Regions from separate parts of the Drosophila melanogaster genome. Here all the other regions are linked to region 3. Evidence: chromatin contacts called from public Hi-C data. All regions are on one chromosome and are shown on one strand. Each heading gives the region's core, a stretch centred on a gene start, on an enhancer-like site or on the middle of the called end of the contact. The rest is flanking DNA. Distances are from core to core; before and after follow the strand shown.

Region 1 (2,817 bases), core at 59-2,558, 860 kb before region 3:
AGATAATGAAAATTGTTTCAAAACTATTTTAAGTTTCATTTAAAACAGATATAGTACACAATTGTACTTATTTCAAACAAAGCGTTTGTACTATAATAATTCATCATAACAATTTAAGTGTACTGTTCAAAAACTATAGTACATTTATTCATATTATAATTACAGTTTGTCAAGAAACTGTTTACACACTGTGAAATAAGTTGAATTTTTGACTTTAAAGCTAAAAATTAAGTGTTTTTTGCTTAATTAAACGCAATTTTTGTATAAAATAAAATTAAACAGTATTTATTTTACTTATAAATCAAAAAATAAATTAAATATAATTTAATTAAATATAAAATAATAATTCGCTTCAAGCAAAGTCAAACAAATTTCATTAGAAGCGTTGTAAAAAGCAATGCAAAGCCAAAAATAACGGAAAAATCGAGTTCGTTCTAAGAAAAAGAACAAAACAAAGTAGGAAAACAAAATGTGTAAAGAGTTTCTTGACAGTCTCAAAGGTGTGTAAACTTGGATTATGTTGTTTATTTTCTTGTATATTTAATATTTTAATATTTGTTTTTTGATTTATAAGTAAAATAAATATTGTTTAATTAAATTTTATAAAAAAAATTGCGTTTAATTAAGCAAAAAACCTTTAATTTTAGCTTTAAAGTCAAAAATTCAACTTATTTCACAGTATGTAAACAGTTTCTTGACAAACTGTATATGGGGTCCTCAAAGAGAGTCCTAATCTCAAACTCTCGCTGATACTGCTTTGGCGCTCTGCTCTCTTCGCAGCGAAGCTATCTTACAGCAGCAAACGATCTAGCTATTTTCAAGATATATGTTGCAAAGAAATGTTCCTAAGCTCATTTATATTATTTGGTTATTTTAACCTTTTTATTTGTTTAGCACTGTTTTTTCACTGTCTGCGATATTTTATTACATTATTATTATTTATTACTCAACATTTTTGATAAACAAATTTGTGTATGGTTAAGTACACAAGTTCGAAGATTTTAATATTATAATTATATTTTGTAGTAATCGTGCTTGTCAAAGCTCATGGTTAAATTTTAATAATACAAAGTGTATTATAGCCACATGACCCTTGACTAGGCATAAATCTTGGAAAAAACACACTGCGGTTTGAACAAAAAGTAAGCTCTATTGGTAAAAACTGTACTTTTTAGCTATTTGACTAAAATTTCCTCATCCACTTCTTGCCACCTGCGGCATCACTGTTGCTCATAGCTTTTTGTTGCTCGGCGCTGGCAACACTGGCGGCGGCACTCGCTCATATAATAAACCAGCCGCGCAGCTCGCAAATCAGTCAGAGAGTCCCAACGAGCAGACGTGAGCAGACGTGCCAAAAAGTGCTAGGAATAAAATAAAACAGAGTGCTTCCAGAACGCAGACACACGCATACCCTACATTCACACACTCACTCGCAGGTTAAGCTGTTTTTTTGTTCGTGAAAGAAAAGAAGCAAGAGGCGAAAAGAAAAGTGCGGTGGCAAGCGGAAGAGCTTGATAGCGAAAGACAGAAAGAAAAAGTGAAAAGGGCAGCAGAAAGCAGCGCAAGAGGAACCAAAGAAAACTGATCATGGCCAGTGCAGAGCAGAAACACGCCACCGGGAACGGAACAACTGGCAATGGAACGGCGATGAACGATGTGGACCAGCCCAAGGATGCCAAGGACCTTCTGCCGCACCTTGAGTCCCTCGAGAGGATCATCAAATTGCCCGTGGTAAATGCGGCATGGGACAAGTCCCAGGATGTCTATGGCAAAGTAAAAGGTAAGTGCAGCAAAGGAAAACAGAAGAAAATGAAAATAAGACCTCCTCCGGGTGCATTGAACTCGCTCAAGTCCCGTTACTTTGGCGCGCCTAACGGCACATATAGAGAATAAACGACCGGTGAAGGAGGAGGTAAATAGCAACAACAATTGCAGCGACCATATGCACTCGAAGCCGTAATCGAAACCGAAACCGTTGCTTTTTTGACTTTGCTTCGCCATTTTATTTCGAGTTGCAATTCGAACTCGAAACGCACATAGAGGGCAGAAACAACTTTTTTTTGTTCAACTTTTTTTTCGTTTAATTGGCCAGAAATTAAGCTCAATTGATATAAATTGATTGCCGGTCGTTCAATAATCGAAATCACAGCAACAACAACCATGACCTAGCAATAAGAAAAGCAAAAAGGCCGGCACTTTGCCCTCGTGACGCGTTGCGTTCAAAGTTCGCTTAAAATTTACATAATAATAAAACAATCTTGGCCAACGCAATAGAGAGCGCAAGAGAGATAGAGTGAGGAGAGAGAGAGCGGTGGCTGACGGCAAAAAGGCCACCGCACGTAGGCTGCAGCCGCAGAGGCGCCGTCAACAAAAGGGGGCTCGTTTTGACAAGAGGAAAAGCAAAGCAGACCCAATGGCAACGCCACTGGCACTGGCAGTGCTGCTCGATCTGACCAAAAGTTAAGCTAAACTTGCACTTTAATTATAGCTAAAATAATGTTACTAGTTTTCTTCTCAATATTGATCCCAGCCTAAGTTTGCCGATCGTAAAAGCACAGATCCCTGAAAAAACAAATACTTAATGCATTTACTAGACAATACCAATTACCGCTGTCGAATAAAGCTAGATTTGGCTGGAAACTAACTAAAGCGGGCAGCACTTATGCTAAGGGGCTCTTGGGGTCTCACCGTCAGCAGCAACGACAACAAAAATTCTAGTTGGACTTTCGACTTGTTTGTGATATTTCGCAGTTGTTGTTGCTGCAGTTGCTGGGACTGGAATTGGAATGGATGATGTGTTTGACGAGTGACGAACTA
Region 2 (2,700 bases), core at 180-2,679, 930 kb before region 3:
AAATCTATACAAAAAAAAAACTTGAATCTCTTCTTGACAATTTGTTTAAATGTTTACCAAAACTTTGTGGTTTTTAAAGTCCCGGAGTTTCGGGTACGGTCCCATTTATAAGTATATATGCACTCGTGCTAAGATTTGGTCCGAACTCGTATAATTTATTCGCAAAGCTTTCATAAGGTTCTTAGTTAAATTTTCTTTATGAATTAGTTGTATGTAAAGGCGTGAAAAAGGGCAAAAAGGCGAGGCGTAGTAATTAGTTGCAAGGCACCACCAAGTCCACCCACATCCACACCTCCCCGAAGGTCACTCCACCCCATTTCCCCTTCACCCAGCAAGCAGATCACACAGCTGCAGCCAAATTATGTGCAACTTGGTTTCGTTTGAGGTCTCAAGCCCAATCGACTTGCTCATAGTCGCAAATTAGTTACGTAAACACTTACACTAGATAGAACTACCCATCCATTCCACAAGAAAAAATCCATAAAAAAAAATTCAAAAACAAATCACAAAACTCCAATCGGCAGCAGCAGCAACAGCAAATAATATCGTAGTACGCGTGCCACACCGAACATAGTGTATAAATATCTGCACAGGATCGAAAGAGTATATATATTATTATTAGCCCCAACTCACCAAGCTACACCATTTCATTATGTTTTTGTACCTACCCATTATATATCGCCCTGTATTTGTATTTCTAGAGTCTTGTAATTTGTAGATTTTGTTTTCGCGTGTGTATCGTCGAGCGGTCCAGTGCTAAAATGTCGCTCAGTATGCAATATTATTTGAATTTCGTGCATTATTTCCAATGTAAATAATAATAATTTATTTCATAAATAAAACAATGAATATTTTTACTAAACAAGATTTGGATTTTTACCTTTCTGGTTGGTTTTATTATTTCCAATAAACGAAGTTTGTAAATGAACGAAATACAAATCATACTTCAAAATTGGCGGGCAATAATAAGCGCCATCTATTGGCCTTTTGAAGGAACAGCTGATTTAACATATGGTGTCGCTGTTAAAATGCCAACTTGCCAAGTGCTGTTGTGCTATCGAAATGGCAGCCGATAGTAGTGCTGTTAGGCGCAAGTCCGCTGTTATGAGAAATTTATGTAATTGGTATTTTTTGATACGAGGCTGTTAATTTTGATAACTGTTGTAATAGAAACAATAATAGGTTCATTAAATCGGATACATTATGTGTTCTACAATTACGTAAAGTGGCTGTACATTAATGCAGTGTTTTTGTAGTTCAGTATATAATTAAATTTTCTATCCGTCTGGCAACTCTGCGGCTGCTAGGCCACCAAATGGCTACACCATAAATACCAACTTTCGGTATTTAAGCAACCCTGCGGACAAAAACTATCGATACTCGCGCAACGCGGCCACACTAATCTCTGCTCACCACCAGCGTCTCTTCTTCTTCCCTTTTCTTTTTGCTGCGCTTCCGGAGAAGTCGTCTTTGCTAGAAGCCACGTGCTAAATTTGTAGCTTGCAAGTTTCGTTCGATTCTTAAACCGTTCGCCACGAGAGATGGTGCGTACAATGTGCTCGTTAAACCGAAATACACTTGCCCTGCCAGCCAGGCAGCCTATTTCGAGTGTTTTCCCTTATATTTTTTTGAGTGTGCCGTGCAAGCCGAACTGCTAATACCCTGCGTGTTTCCATTACAGACGAAGGGTACCTCCAGCTTTGGTAAGCGCCACAATAAGACGCACACCCTGTGCCGTCGCTGTGGCCGCTCCTCCTACCACATCCAGAAGTCCACTTGCGCCCAGTGCGGCTACCCCGCCGCCAAGTTGCGTTCCTGTAAGTCAAGATGCCCCAATCCCCGCCCAGTAACCAGGTTAATAATTGTATTCTCCGCACACTAGACAACTGGTCCGTGAAGGCCAAGAGGAGGAAGACCACCGGCACCGGTCGCATGCAGCACCTGAAGGTTGTGCGCCGCCGTTTCCGCAACGGATTCCGCGAGGGCACCCAGGCCAAGCCCAAGAAGGCCGTGGCCAGCAAGTAGGAGGCTCTGTGTGTCCCAAGATGTATATCCCACACCGGGCTATATGGACGGAGATAGCAGCTGCTCCCTTAACCGCAGATAACGACAGCCTCCAGTTGATCAACGTGTACACACCATCTAAAATCCACTGAAAATGGCCCCTCAACATGGCTAATAAATCGCTCGAGCGCTAATAAATGAACGTTTTTTTTTATTAAGTGAAACTGGTGAATATTTTTTTATTGTTTGTGCAACAAAAGTGAAATGTGACCGAAAAGCGATCAAAAGATAGCGTGTAAATGGCCAAGATCCATAACCAAATGCTTGTAGGGCTGATTTCCTCGTGGTTTTCGCAAAAATTGTTAGTGTTCGCTGGTAGTCGAATACTTTTCCAGGGCAGGCTATCCACGTAGCTTTTATTGAAAACTAAAAAAGAACGCTTTAATAAACGCAGTATAGTCAGCTATAAAATCCAAGAGCTTCGGTAACTAAACCAAAAGCATGGCAATTCATACCACAGCTCAAATGTAAATGAAAATCGCTTTCTGTGCTATAAAAACTTCTAATTAGAATATATCGTTTCCAAAAACAGATTAAGAACCATATAAATCGTTCAAAGTTGCGAAAAACGTGTTCTCGCCATAAGATGATAGTTTCTGTTTACTATGAATTGTAATTCTTTGTTTTTAAACGTAG
Region 3 (2,843 bases), core at 113-2,612:
CTAGGACAATTTGTTCTTATTGCTATTTATCAATCGATAAGATAACCTATTGAATTGTAACAAGTTCTTCGAACGAAATGAGGGGGTTTGTTCGTTAATTTTGTCATTTCATACATACTATCGAGTGTTGCCCGTGCTCGATCACATGTTTCGTTTGAGATCGAACCGAATCGAAAACAAACCATTAAGCAATAAACCTCCATTCGCATCAATCAATTCACCTGGCCAGTGACGTTTTTGTCTACAATTGGGCTTCGTGACGAATAACTGCGACGTTGACGAAAGCCCAACAAATAATGCTCATAATTGGGGGGCCATAATCCAGTCGGTTCCACTCGAAGGATGTCGCCGCACGAGCCACACAAGGATCGAAATATTGGCCTTATAGCCGTAAAATAGATAATTATTTAGTTGGCGCGCCGTTTGCGGGGGAAGAGAATGGCGAAACAGCATAGCGGAATGCCATACTCACCACAGTTCACAGTTCGAAAGGCGGAGAGAGAGAGGGAAAGAGAGACAGACAGAGAGCCTCAGCGAGATTGAGATTCCTCTCTGAAATAAACCGGCTTCGGTTATAAATAATATCGCTCTCCGTTAAGTTATCTTTAGACTCAGTCCCTTGGGTGTTGGAATTCAATAACTATCTTAGTAGTTGCGGTTTGCATTTTCCTAAACTGCAATTTATAGTTTGCTTCAAAAAGCAGAAATTAGTATTTCCTATCCGATTAGTTGAAGACATATGAGCAACTTTACCATTTGATCTACTCTTGGTTTTTTTGCAACATGAATTTCATGACTGTAATATGAACAGTGGACTAGAAAAGCAGTTTTGGGCGCAAGACTTAAAGATTTAATACCAAGTTGTAATTGAATATCAATGATCCAGGTAAACATCATATAGCAAACAACAAGTTTTTTAAAAAACTTATTTTCTTATTGAGTTGCACACTAAAAAGTAATGCAAATGCACAGTCATATGCACAGAACAGTTATGGACATTGTTTGTGGATAGTTCAGATTTAATTTACTTTATGATTAATAAATTAACATATTGCTAGTCTTTCGCGCTCGAGCGGCAAGCTCGTTGTACTTTCGCAAGCACTTAATACATTTTTTAAAAACCTACATTGTTGGAGATAACAAATTTTGCATATTTAAATCCTGAATTCATTGCATATGTTGCTGCATTTCGGCCAATGTACTGTAAACAAATGCAACATTGAGAGCTGGCGCTCTCTTGCACTGTTAACGTTCGGTTAACAGTGCGTGAGCAGAGCGAAGAGCGCCGATGAGAGCAAAGTCGGCAGAGCTTGGGCAGAGCTCGAGCAGAGCCATATAAAGCGACGTGCCCGAAAACATTTGTATTTGTAAAAAGCAAACCGACGAGCGGATAAGGCGGAATATCTGAAGAGCAGCAGCGAAAAACACGAAAAGCCAGAAACAGAAACCAAAAACCCAAACCGAAACAACTCGAACTTCGTGTGCAGTGTGGCAAACTCAAAAAGAAACTGAAACAGATAACATAAGAAACCGAAAGAAGCAGCAGCAGCGAATCGAAGCGTAAAAAAAAAAAACAGAGCAAATTGAAAGAAGCACAGAACAAAACACAACACAACAAATTTAAATAAAATCCAACGCAAACAGCGAGAGAAAAGTTATTCCGGAAAACGCGCGGAAAAGTGCATTTCGAATTTCATTAATTTTTTTTCGAGTGAAAGTTGGGCGCTTCAGGCCCAACAACGCCCACAATGAACCGTTCGAACAGCTTTGTCAGCTCGCTGAAATGGTGGCCACTGCAGGGTCACAACAACCAACCGGTGGCGCCACCTGCCAGCGGTTACTCCCAATCGGCGCCCAGCTCGCCCACCTCCAATTGGCCACCGCCACTGCAGCAGCATCAGAATCCCACAACCGGCACCGCCCACCGCCTACTGCCGCCCAGCGGGCAAAAGAATGGAATTGCTGGCGGCACCGTGGGCGCCACATTCGGCAGCAGTGTGGCAGTGCAAAAGCTGCGCGAATCCAAGTGGTTCAAGCCCGAGGAGCAGCGCATCTTTTGCGCCGTCGTCGAGTGCGGTTTCGTGGTCGAGATCCGCAGCAGCGCCGCAGCCGAGGCGGCCGCAGCTAACGCAGCAGCAGCGGCCGCAGCAGCCGACACCGGTGACAACGACCTCGACGTGGACGCTCTGGAGGAGCTCGACTGCCCACTGACCAACCACCCATCGCCGCCGCATCGCAATCACAGCCATAGTCACAGCCAAATCCAAAACCAATCCCAGCGGCTGGTCATCCCGCGCAACGGTAGCAGTTTCCTGGAGACGCAGGACGAGAATGAGACGCCTGTCGCCTCTTGGTATGGAATCGTGCTCTGCAAGGTGGCCAAAGGTAAGTTCATTGCGAAAGACACAGAGAAAATGTTGCGACTTTTCAAGTGCAGACATTACGGAAATGCGAGTAAATCTATACATATTTATACTATTCTTATGAGATTTCATAGTGTGAAATTGTATGGATATAGATATAGAGTATAAACAAAATTAATAGTCCATTTTCATTTTGTTCATATCTATTTGATAAGTGGTAAAATTAAAACGACAAAAATGTGGCTCTTTATCACTTTAAGTGCGCAGATCAATTGAATGTTTACTCTGCTCATATCTTTGTGATAAGCGAATAATATTAAATAAGTATTAATATTTAAATTTGGTACTCGGTTTTTGCACTTGCAAGTTTTTATCTCCAAGAAAAGTCATCATAGTTTTCTTTTAGTGCACAAAGCAAAGTGATAATTTAAATTATATATTTTTTTTTATTTGAAGAGTGCTGAGTGATTAGGTGCATTT
Region 4 (2,700 bases), core at 149-2,648, 740 kb before region 3:
TACCCACCTGCAGAACATACTCCATCTGGAAGTTCCCGCCTAATTTCGATGCGAACAATCAGCGTGCAGGCAGATTGTTTTGGTTCTCCGAGCAGATATTCCCCCTCATGTTCTACTATGCTCTGGGCATTAGTATCATTGGATCGGTGCGTATATGCAAATTGCTTTATATTTCAGATGTGCATTTATTACACCTATCTCAACACAGACTCACAATTGTCTAGAATTCATAAGCATTTTGTTCAAGAAGGCGCATCTGAAGAAGTCGCATCGGCTAAGGAAGGTAAAGAATTTCAAATACAAGCAATTGCGCCGCTTTCGTATCATCGGATGCATTTTAATGTTAACGGCGTGGACAATACTGCTATACGCCTTGGCCACCGTGAGTACTAAAAATATCATATACAAAAAAAAAAAAAACGATATCTATTCAAAAACTTCTTTGAATTCCATTAATATATTGTAAACATTATTTGAATCCAGCTCAAGCCGCATTACATTGGTCCATGGTTTGTGATTTATGCCACCATTACATCCATCGATATATTATTGGTGCTGTCAGATGCCTTAGTGAACAGGACTATAGGCAACGGCTTCTTGTTCAAGACTTTGATCCCGGTTATCAACTTGTACTGTGTCCTTTCTGTGCGGTCGACTCTCAGGCAACTGATCGAATTTTACGGTTATCAGGATGTTGTTTGGTGGTCAATGGAAAGATATGCCCCATAAATTGTCAAAATAAGTGAAAATAATATTTAACTACATTTTACGTCGTACTGTATTTTTCTCATATTAACAAAATGTAATAAAAAAAATTAATTATTTAACAAAAACAGCGCCACCTGGATGTTGTGCCGAGTAATGGCAATTGACCAACAGGTAGCGCACATGTGCAACATTGTTATTAACGCTTCAATTGTTATAAAGCTTTTGGTTTTTAAGCTTTATGGATCACATTTTATCCTAAAGAACAACTTAGGCTTAGAGGAACTTAATAAATAGATCTGTTTTAAATAGGAATTGAAAGCTTCTTTTTGAGGTTAAAAAACCCATTTAATAATATGTAATGATTAATATTGGTACTAAACATGATTTTAGGAATCATGAAATATGACAAAATGTAATACTGTCACTTTCTATCTATCTATTAAATATTTGTTATAAAATAAAAATAAAAATATAGAATTAAAAAAAAAATGGCTAAATAACCATTACTGATGTCTAAACCCACCCCCGCAAGCAGCGTGTTCGCTCACCATCTACCTCTCTTTTCAAGAGAGCACGTTGCAAAGACGTTCAGACCCGCCACCTCCGCGCTCCACGGCACCCTTTTTTTAGGACAGAGCATCAAGTTGGTGGCAGTTCCCCAGCGAACACTGAGCACAACAGATTACCGAATTAGTGCGCAGGTGTTTGCGTGAGTGATAGACGAAAAACTGTAACCTGTGGCAAATCCCCCCACTAAAAACTGATAAAACAACTGAAAAGGCTGTTGGGTTCACCTCTGAAATCTAAATCCCACCCATAACCAAGCTCGAAAATAGCCAAGATAAACAAGTTGGAGCTGCAGCAAATGAAAAGAAAAACAGACGTATAATAATAAAACAAAAAAGCAACGAAAAACGAAGCCAAAAACTCACATGCAACCGTCTTAATGAAGTTGAGAAAAACTGGTTTGCTGAGATAAACATTTTGGAGTTTGTTTTGGTCCCGCTTTCAACGGTCATAAGGGGAAGGGGGCTGAGCCAGGGTCCAAAGTTCAACACAAAACAGCACCAAGAAAGTACGACGACTCGTTTGCGCGAAACGCACACATTTTGCATGCTCCCGCACAGGCTAGTTCGAACTTTTAGCATATCCAACATCTGTACGCAAAATATCATAAAATCTTCTCTTGGCATTACACAGAAATTACTTATTGATCGTTGGGCTTCTTTATAAGTCTCAAGAGAAAGTTGAGACAAACGAAGTCAGTATCTTTTATTATTTACATAAGTAGATCTTATCATTTAGTTTTTAAAATAACCTTTAAAGCCCCACGTAGTTCTTTACGCTTTATTTAAAAAAAAAAATGATCCGAAACGTTAACATTTCGAAGATCTCTATCATAGAAACATGATTTATATTTAAGACTGGTTATACCAAACTTAACAGATAATACATTAGTGATCCATTATAGCACGTTTACTAATTTAATTAGCCATTATACTTTCAATATTCACAATTAATAAGCCTGTGGTGCTATAATTGTGAGCTCAACTGTAGATGTGGGCGGGGGGCAGAGCAAGAGCGAGATATAGTGTGTGTGGTGCATTAAAAATGCTGTTTGAAATGTTATGCGAATAAAAAAAGCACATTACATGCGAGTGTACATAAGATAAGTTCGAAATGCAATCAACTATTGAATAACAAGTATCCCACATCTATATAATACCAAACTATATGCTATACTGTATAAAACTGGATATCAGGCCCACTGTAACTCTCTCCTTTTCATTTAATTTCTCTCAATGCAAATGCAACTGTAACGCGATCGATGTAAGAGAAAGAGAGCACTCATTTGCATAGAGCTCGCTTTGCAAGAGTGTTTGAGTGGTCGAGGGAGGAGAAAGGTAGAGGGCCTCTTTTTTGGCCTTGAGTTCCGCTTACGTTGCATACATGAGATATATGTATGTACATATATATTTATAAAAAACCGTG
Region 5 (2,775 bases), core at 113-2,612, 810 kb before region 3:
ACATTTCAAAAAGTGCTGGGAGAGCGCATTTTCTCAAGTCCGGAAAACTATAATTTTCGCAAAAAAAAAAAAAAAATACCACGGTCAAATACCTTACATTTTACATATTAAGCGAAAAAAAATGTTTTCTTTTCAAGGCGATAATATCTTTGAAGTATATGGAGAATATACAGTGAATATCTTGTATACACATTTTGTGGTGTGATTTGGATTCTTTACATAATTTTTTGATTATAATTCTGCTGCGATTCCACGCATCATATAAATTTTATATTATTATAATGCAATCATTCCAAAAGCACACTCAAAATGCTAACAATTGGCAACGTTTTAAGTCAGACAGTATAATGAAGTCCATTCAAAAATGTCACACCAAAACAGACAAAAGCCTTCCAATTTTTCGCTAATTGGAAAAACAAGGTTAACGAATTTCAGAGTGGCCGAAGTAGAAGGTACAATTTCCTTTAAACCTAACCGTTATATATATAAATGTAAATACATATATGAACTCATGTGTTTTATTGGAGGAAGTTCTACTTCTAAGTTGTTCTAGACTGTTCCATTTTATGTGAATGTTCAATAATTTAATAGAATTATGGAGCAATAAGCAAAACTACATTAGTTTCGTACCTGTTAACCCATGCTAACCCATTCTCAATTAGACAACTTAGTGCCAAGAGTGTTATTGAGACGCACCAGTAGCGATGACTAATCGAATCGATGACCAATTAAGTGATATTTAAAACCGTTTAGTGCGGCTGCGGTTCGATGAGTTAAACATACATACATAGGTGTAGGTGACATGATATGACACGAAACCAAAACCGAAACCGAAAAACTCACCGTTTTGTTAAGCTTGTAATCACAGATTGCCTTGAGATGAATGCAGAAACAGTGCCGGCACAGGTCCACCCTATTCTCCCTTTTCTCACGATTCTCCCGGTGGGCGGTATCCAGCAGCGGCCCACCAATTTGGGAATGACCACCCCAAGTGGGCAGGCGATCGAAGCGCTCCGGATAGGTTAGTGCATCATGGCCAGAAAACGAAACGATTATGCCGATTAGGAGGACCAGAGCAATCCGTCGCGAATTCATTCTGGTCTTCTTCACCTTTGCTTCACTTTTATTTTTGTTATTTTGTTTTTGTTTATATGTGCTTTAACAAATTTGTTTTCGTTTTGCCAAGATAGATATTTCAAAACCGCTTAGGTCACTTCACACTCTTTTTCCCTTCTCACGATCGTCGAACTTTAGGGGCCGCAGAAATTAAAAAAAAAGAGCCACAACAAAAAAATATATATATATTCAACACAAATAACGTTGTGAGACGTGTTTACCGGATGGCAGTTCGTTTAGCTCTAAAGCTACCGTCTCGTCGATCGGGCCGTCTGATCGCCCGTGTTCCGATTCCACGATTCTTTCTCACTCTCTCTCGGTATAGTACACTGCGACCTAGTATTCAACTCATGTATTAAATTGATGAAATGAAAAATATGAAAATGATTAAATGTAAATGAAAAATATTTAAGAATAACTATTGTTTAATATTTAAACATTCTAAATATTTTGTACAGAAAGTTTTTGTTTAATATTCAACGATATTTATCCTAAAGAGCATTTTTAAATTACCAACAAAAATTAAATCGCATGGAGCCTATATATATTTTTGTAACAATATCTTGGGAGAATCATATGATCAATAGCTTTTCTAACTATTTTAATTAATTATTTATTTTAAATATCTCCGAAAAATGACTCATTTATAAAAACCTAATCATTGTTTATTTAATGTTGGGGAATAGTGAAAGTGGAATAGTTTTTCGCAGTGTATCTCTCCCGACTTACTCTCTTTCTCTCTCTCTCTCTCTCTTTCATACACTCGCATTCAGCTTACATTCAGCAGACATTCAGCAGATAGCTGAGCTGACTTCTTCGTTCGGCTGTGTTCATAAAAAAAGAGTGCTGGGGACACCTGCTTAAAACATTCCCTATTATTCACAGTTAATAACGTAGAATAACCTTGCATCCCCTACAATAGCAAAAGAAATGAATTTAAGCTTTTGAATGAATATAAACTGAAATCTTGTCTAAAACTGCCAATCAAAAAGAATACGTATACGTATTCTTTACAGCTGTGATCGTAAAAGAGCAGAGCTTTGGACCTGCGAGTTTAAGATAAAAAATTCCAATGATTCACAGTTTTAATGGTCAATTTTTTTTTTTATAATATCATTTCGTATTTAAATTCAAACAATTCAAGAAATGTTTCATTTTTATTTCTTCAATAGTTTCGAAAATATAGATTAAAACAACATAATAGGGAGAAATTGTGGTGTTCACTGAAATAGCAGTGCTATGAAAAAATATTAACAAAATTCAACTTGACTTAGAACGAACTTAATTTTTCTTTTTTTTTAAGTTAACTAGGATCTAATACTTGGTTGGATAGTTTTTGTTAGTCAACACAGCTTTACACCTACGCCGGTTTAAAACGGAAGAGTGCTGGCATTACCTCTATTTCATTTTGTATGAATCAATTCTTAGCCATTTTACAAAAAATAATGGAAAAATGAAAAAATACCTTTGTATTTCTTAGTGTTCCTCTTGTTTTTTTTTTATGAACGCAGCTGTAGAAACGTAACTTGTATAAATGAAATTAAGTGAACTTTTTATCATGTTGGGTCTCTCTTCTTATACGTTTATATGTGCATACATACATATATAAGAAGCTGACTAGCCGGTGAAAGAGCAGATAAAGAATAAGAATAACAAGAA
Region 6 (2,785 bases), core at 237-2,736, 810 kb after region 3:
GTTAATGTGGCCGCTGATTGCATCCTCGCATCAATTCTGCACTTTATGGCATTTCCGCCAACCTTGACCAAGTGGAGAACGACCAAGACGAGGTGTGAAGACCCTCCTTACCTTAGCTCCATTCCTAAATTGATACCATATGCGAATCATCGAAAAGTGCTAAGCGCACGCGCAGCTTGGCAAATAGTAAAACCACATCCAACAAATGATGAAGGAAAACAAAACTCAAGCGAATGGTAATGGAAATAACAAAGTGGCTAACAAAACGCTGGATCTCATCGAAAATTTGATAAGTGTCCCAGTTTGGCGAGCAGGTGATAAAACCAGCGCAAAGATCGGTTTCTAAATTCTCGTGCGGAGTAAACACGAGCAAAGTGCACTGCGAATTTAAGGTACAGTACTGAATCTATACTATTGAATCAAGAATAATATATAGTATGTACATATATTGTATATTTTTGAAACCCATATTTGAGTTTGTAGTTTGTTTGCCCTGCGATAAAAGCGTGAATAGAAGGCAATTAGCCGGTTTTCTTTTTTTTTTTTGGATGCCCCCAAAGGCTAAGATTATCTGTAAACACGTTCAAAGTGCGACTGCTCAATAATGCTCGAACACTTCTGCAAAAAAAAAAAATATAATTATTTTGCACACACTTTCTAAGGAATCCTCACGTTCGTTTCGGGATTCCTTTTAATCTTATCTATCATTTGCTAAGAAATTATTTTTGAGAACAATCACGTTTGCATTGAACTCATATGTACATATGTATGTACAATACATATGTTCGTCTAATCTCGCCATGTTCCACAGTTCCTCAATTGTTTTCGAATGGAGTGACACTATTTCAAAAACGACGTCTGCCCGCTTTCGCCTTGGAAACTTTTCGTTTGGATTGTGGAATTTTTAACGAGCGGAAAATTTATTTGGAAACTCACTCGCCGACTCGAAAAATATCGAAAACAAAGGGCAGCATAAATGCATAGGAATGTGTTCGTCGGTCGGTCGGTTGGTCGGTTGGTCGGTTGGTCGGTTGGTTCGACCTTTGGGCCCTTATAGATGTGGCTGGTCTTATAGATGTGGCTGTGTGTGCCACCGCTCACGTACTCCCTGCCCACCACCACTCCCTTCTTAACAGCGAGTACTACTCACCTTTGAGCATCGATATGGGTATGGCCTCGAAGGGGATCTTGGAGGCCTCCAGGAGGATGTAGAGCGCCCGGCTCGATTGGTTCAGGAAATCGAAGTAGAACTTGAGTGGCTGCGACATCTCGTTGATATATACTAATATATATATATTCCAACTATATACAGTGTGCTCTCTCCAAGTGACTAGAGTGGGTGCGAAAAAAAAAGTTGTGTAGGCACTTCAATGCACTGCAGTACAATCCAAAATTCGAAATTCCAGATCGGGGGATTCAAATCGAAACTGAGATCAGATCGCTTTGGAACCGTATCGCTGGACTTTTGCTGCTAGACTGAGCTCCGCAGCGCCGTCGCTGCGACATTTTAAACGCAATGCCGCTGCGTCGACGCCGACTGCGCAGCAAACTGGTGGGTGGGGTGAGGTGGTGTGTGGTGTATGGTGTATGGTGTATGGCGTTTGGTGTACGGTGTGTGGTGTGTGTGAAGTATTAGGGGAGGGGTGAACGGGGCGCATTCATTAAATGCGCCGCAAAAACAAGCCAGCGGAGCAGCGTTGCGATCACAACAAGATGCTAACAAAAAAAAAAAAAAAAAAGAGAAAAAAACAAAGCGAACACAAAAACAAAAACAGAGACAAAAAAGACCGGCTTCTTGTGCATATGTACATTGTATATGGTGCCCCCACTGCTGCTCCTCTGCTCCGCCTCTGCTGACACTGGCGCTACCCTTTCGCTGAGATCGAGACATTGCGACTGCATGCCCCTTTGAAAAGAGGGTGTGGCCCACAGCGAAAAGAGAGCGGGATATGCAAAACTTACCTATCGTAACTCGGGTATTACCAATCGGATGGTGGTGAAAATTGGTACCAGGTTTTATTACTCATTTTCTTGGCCGTATACCAAAATTCATACTAAAACTTACATAAATGCGATAGTTACAAGCAGCTTATATTTTAACCATAAAGTCATATAGAGTCCATATAGCTTCCCTTGCCGCTATTAAACTCGATGCATTTACTCAGGGCTTAACGAACACTTGGCTTAAATCCATGTGTTAGGGCTTTCCCAATTTTCGATAGGGTATTTCAAGTGTGCCTAGCTGTTCGATTTTATCGCTGTTTGTTTTGCTTTTAGTATTTTGTTGCTGCTGCGGCTTTTCTTGTTTTTGTTTTGCTGGTTTCTTTTTGACTCGGTATTCGGCTCTTTCGCCTTTGTACTGGACTAGCTTTGATATATTCGTGCGTTATCTGGCGACGATTTCCAATCAGAAAATGCTTAGTATTAATAAGTGTTTTGAGGATCCCAGCGATCCCAAGCCCCACAGCACCCCACTAAACGAATCTACGATGTGCGGTGTTATCTTGTTTACCAAAAACGGGGCCAATAACAGAAAATACCAACAAGAACAAGAAACACAACTATACCTTCCATATCGGTCAGCGAATTGTTTTTGTTCAACTGTTGAGCTGATAAAACTGGGCCGAAGTGCCAGCCAAAGTGCCTTGTCTTCGGATGTATCTGTATCTCTAAGATGCATTCGCTGTCACAAGTGTACGCTGTCCGTACAAGGTGGCACAACAGTTGGCACAAAGATACTTGCCACGATAATGGCTCAATAGAGTGCACTACACTTCACTTTTGA

What was found. Hi-C and Micro-C count contacts between places; a contact is called where the count stands out from the background.
Region 1: a contact with region 3 is called in a Hi-C map of the Kc167 cell line, with 8 times the contacts expected there. The contact joins the promoter of Lsd-2 here to the promoter of l(1)G0469 in region 3. A contact is called at or near these places in 2 of 107 Hi-C or Micro-C datasets (both in the Kc167 cell line) and 2 of 6 datasets of contacts at active chromatin or transcription factors (both in the Kc167 cell line).
Region 2: a contact with region 3 is called in a Hi-C map of the Kc167 cell line, with 2.7 times the contacts expected there. The contact joins the promoter of RpL37-1 here to the promoter of l(1)G0469 in region 3. A contact is called at or near these places in 7 of 107 Hi-C or Micro-C datasets (the Kc167 cell line, embryo and wing imaginal disc).
Region 4: a contact with region 3 is called in a Hi-C map of the Kc167 cell line, with 4 times the contacts expected there. The contact joins the promoter of pdgy here to the promoter of l(1)G0469 in region 3. A contact is called at or near these places in 3 of 107 Hi-C or Micro-C datasets (the Kc167 cell line, eye imaginal disc and wing imaginal disc) and 2 of 6 datasets of contacts at active chromatin or transcription factors (both in the Kc167 cell line).
Region 5: a contact with region 3 is called in a Hi-C map of the Kc167 cell line, with 2.4 times the contacts expected there. The contact joins the promoter of be here to the promoter of l(1)G0469 in region 3. A contact is called at or near these places in 4 of 107 Hi-C or Micro-C datasets (the Kc167 cell line and eye imaginal disc) and 1 of 6 datasets of contacts at active chromatin or transcription factors (the Kc167 cell line).
Region 6: a contact with region 3 is called in a Hi-C map of the Kc167 cell line, with 2.3 times the contacts expected there. The contact joins the promoter of GstT4 here to the promoter of l(1)G0469 in region 3. A contact is called at or near these places in 3 of 107 Hi-C or Micro-C datasets (the Kc167 cell line and wing imaginal disc).

What each region holds. Positions count from the first base shown.
Region 1 is chrX:15,074,711-15,077,527 of dm6, reverse strand. Lsd-2 (Lipid storage droplet-2) reads left to right here and starts at 1,308. Exons shown (of 6, transcript NM_001298333.1): 1 at 1,308-1,780. The coding sequence starts at 1,588. lncRNA:CR44662 (long non-coding RNA:CR44662) reads left to right here. Exons shown (of 1, transcript NR_123908.1): 1 at 1-30.
Region 2 is chrX:15,138,096-15,140,795 of dm6, reverse strand. RpL37-1 (Ribosomal protein L37-1) reads left to right here and starts at 1,429. Exons shown (of 3, transcript NM_132777.3): 1 at 1,429-1,544; 2 at 1,682-1,817; 3 at 1,883-2,700. The coding sequence starts at 1,542. The coding sequence ends at 2,025. CG9095 reads left to right here. Exons shown (of 10, transcript NM_132778.2): 10 at 1-859.
Region 3 is chrX:14,209,976-14,212,818 of dm6, reverse strand. It overlaps l(1)G0469 (lethal (1) G0469), which reads left to right and starts at 1,362. Exons shown (of 3, transcript NM_001272614.1): 1 at 1,362-2,385. The coding sequence starts at 1,749. The region is part of intron 2 of Prp16 (pre-mRNA processing factor 16); the gene reads right to left.
Region 4 is chrX:14,952,230-14,954,929 of dm6, reverse strand. It overlaps pdgy (pudgy), which reads left to right and starts at 1,398. Exons shown (of 7, transcript NM_001298328.1): 1 at 1,398-1,417. It overlaps CG9030, which reads left to right. Exons shown (of 3, transcript NM_167422.3): 1 at 1-146; 2 at 209-382; 3 at 484-807. The coding sequence ends at 729. It overlaps lncRNA:CR44831 (long non-coding RNA:CR44831), which reads left to right and starts at 1,233. Exons shown (of 1, transcript NR_123907.1): 1 at 1,233-2,585.
Region 5 is chrX:15,023,023-15,025,797 of dm6, reverse strand. be (ben) reads right to left here and starts at 1,362. Exons shown (of 7, transcript NM_167424.2): 1 at 844-1,362. The coding sequence starts at 1,095. The region is part of intron 13 of hiw (highwire); the gene reads left to right.
Region 6 is chrX:13,403,450-13,406,234 of dm6, reverse strand. GstT4 (Glutathione S transferase T4) reads right to left here and starts at 1,486. Exons shown (of 4, transcript NM_132658.2): 1 at 1,151-1,486. The coding sequence starts at 1,268.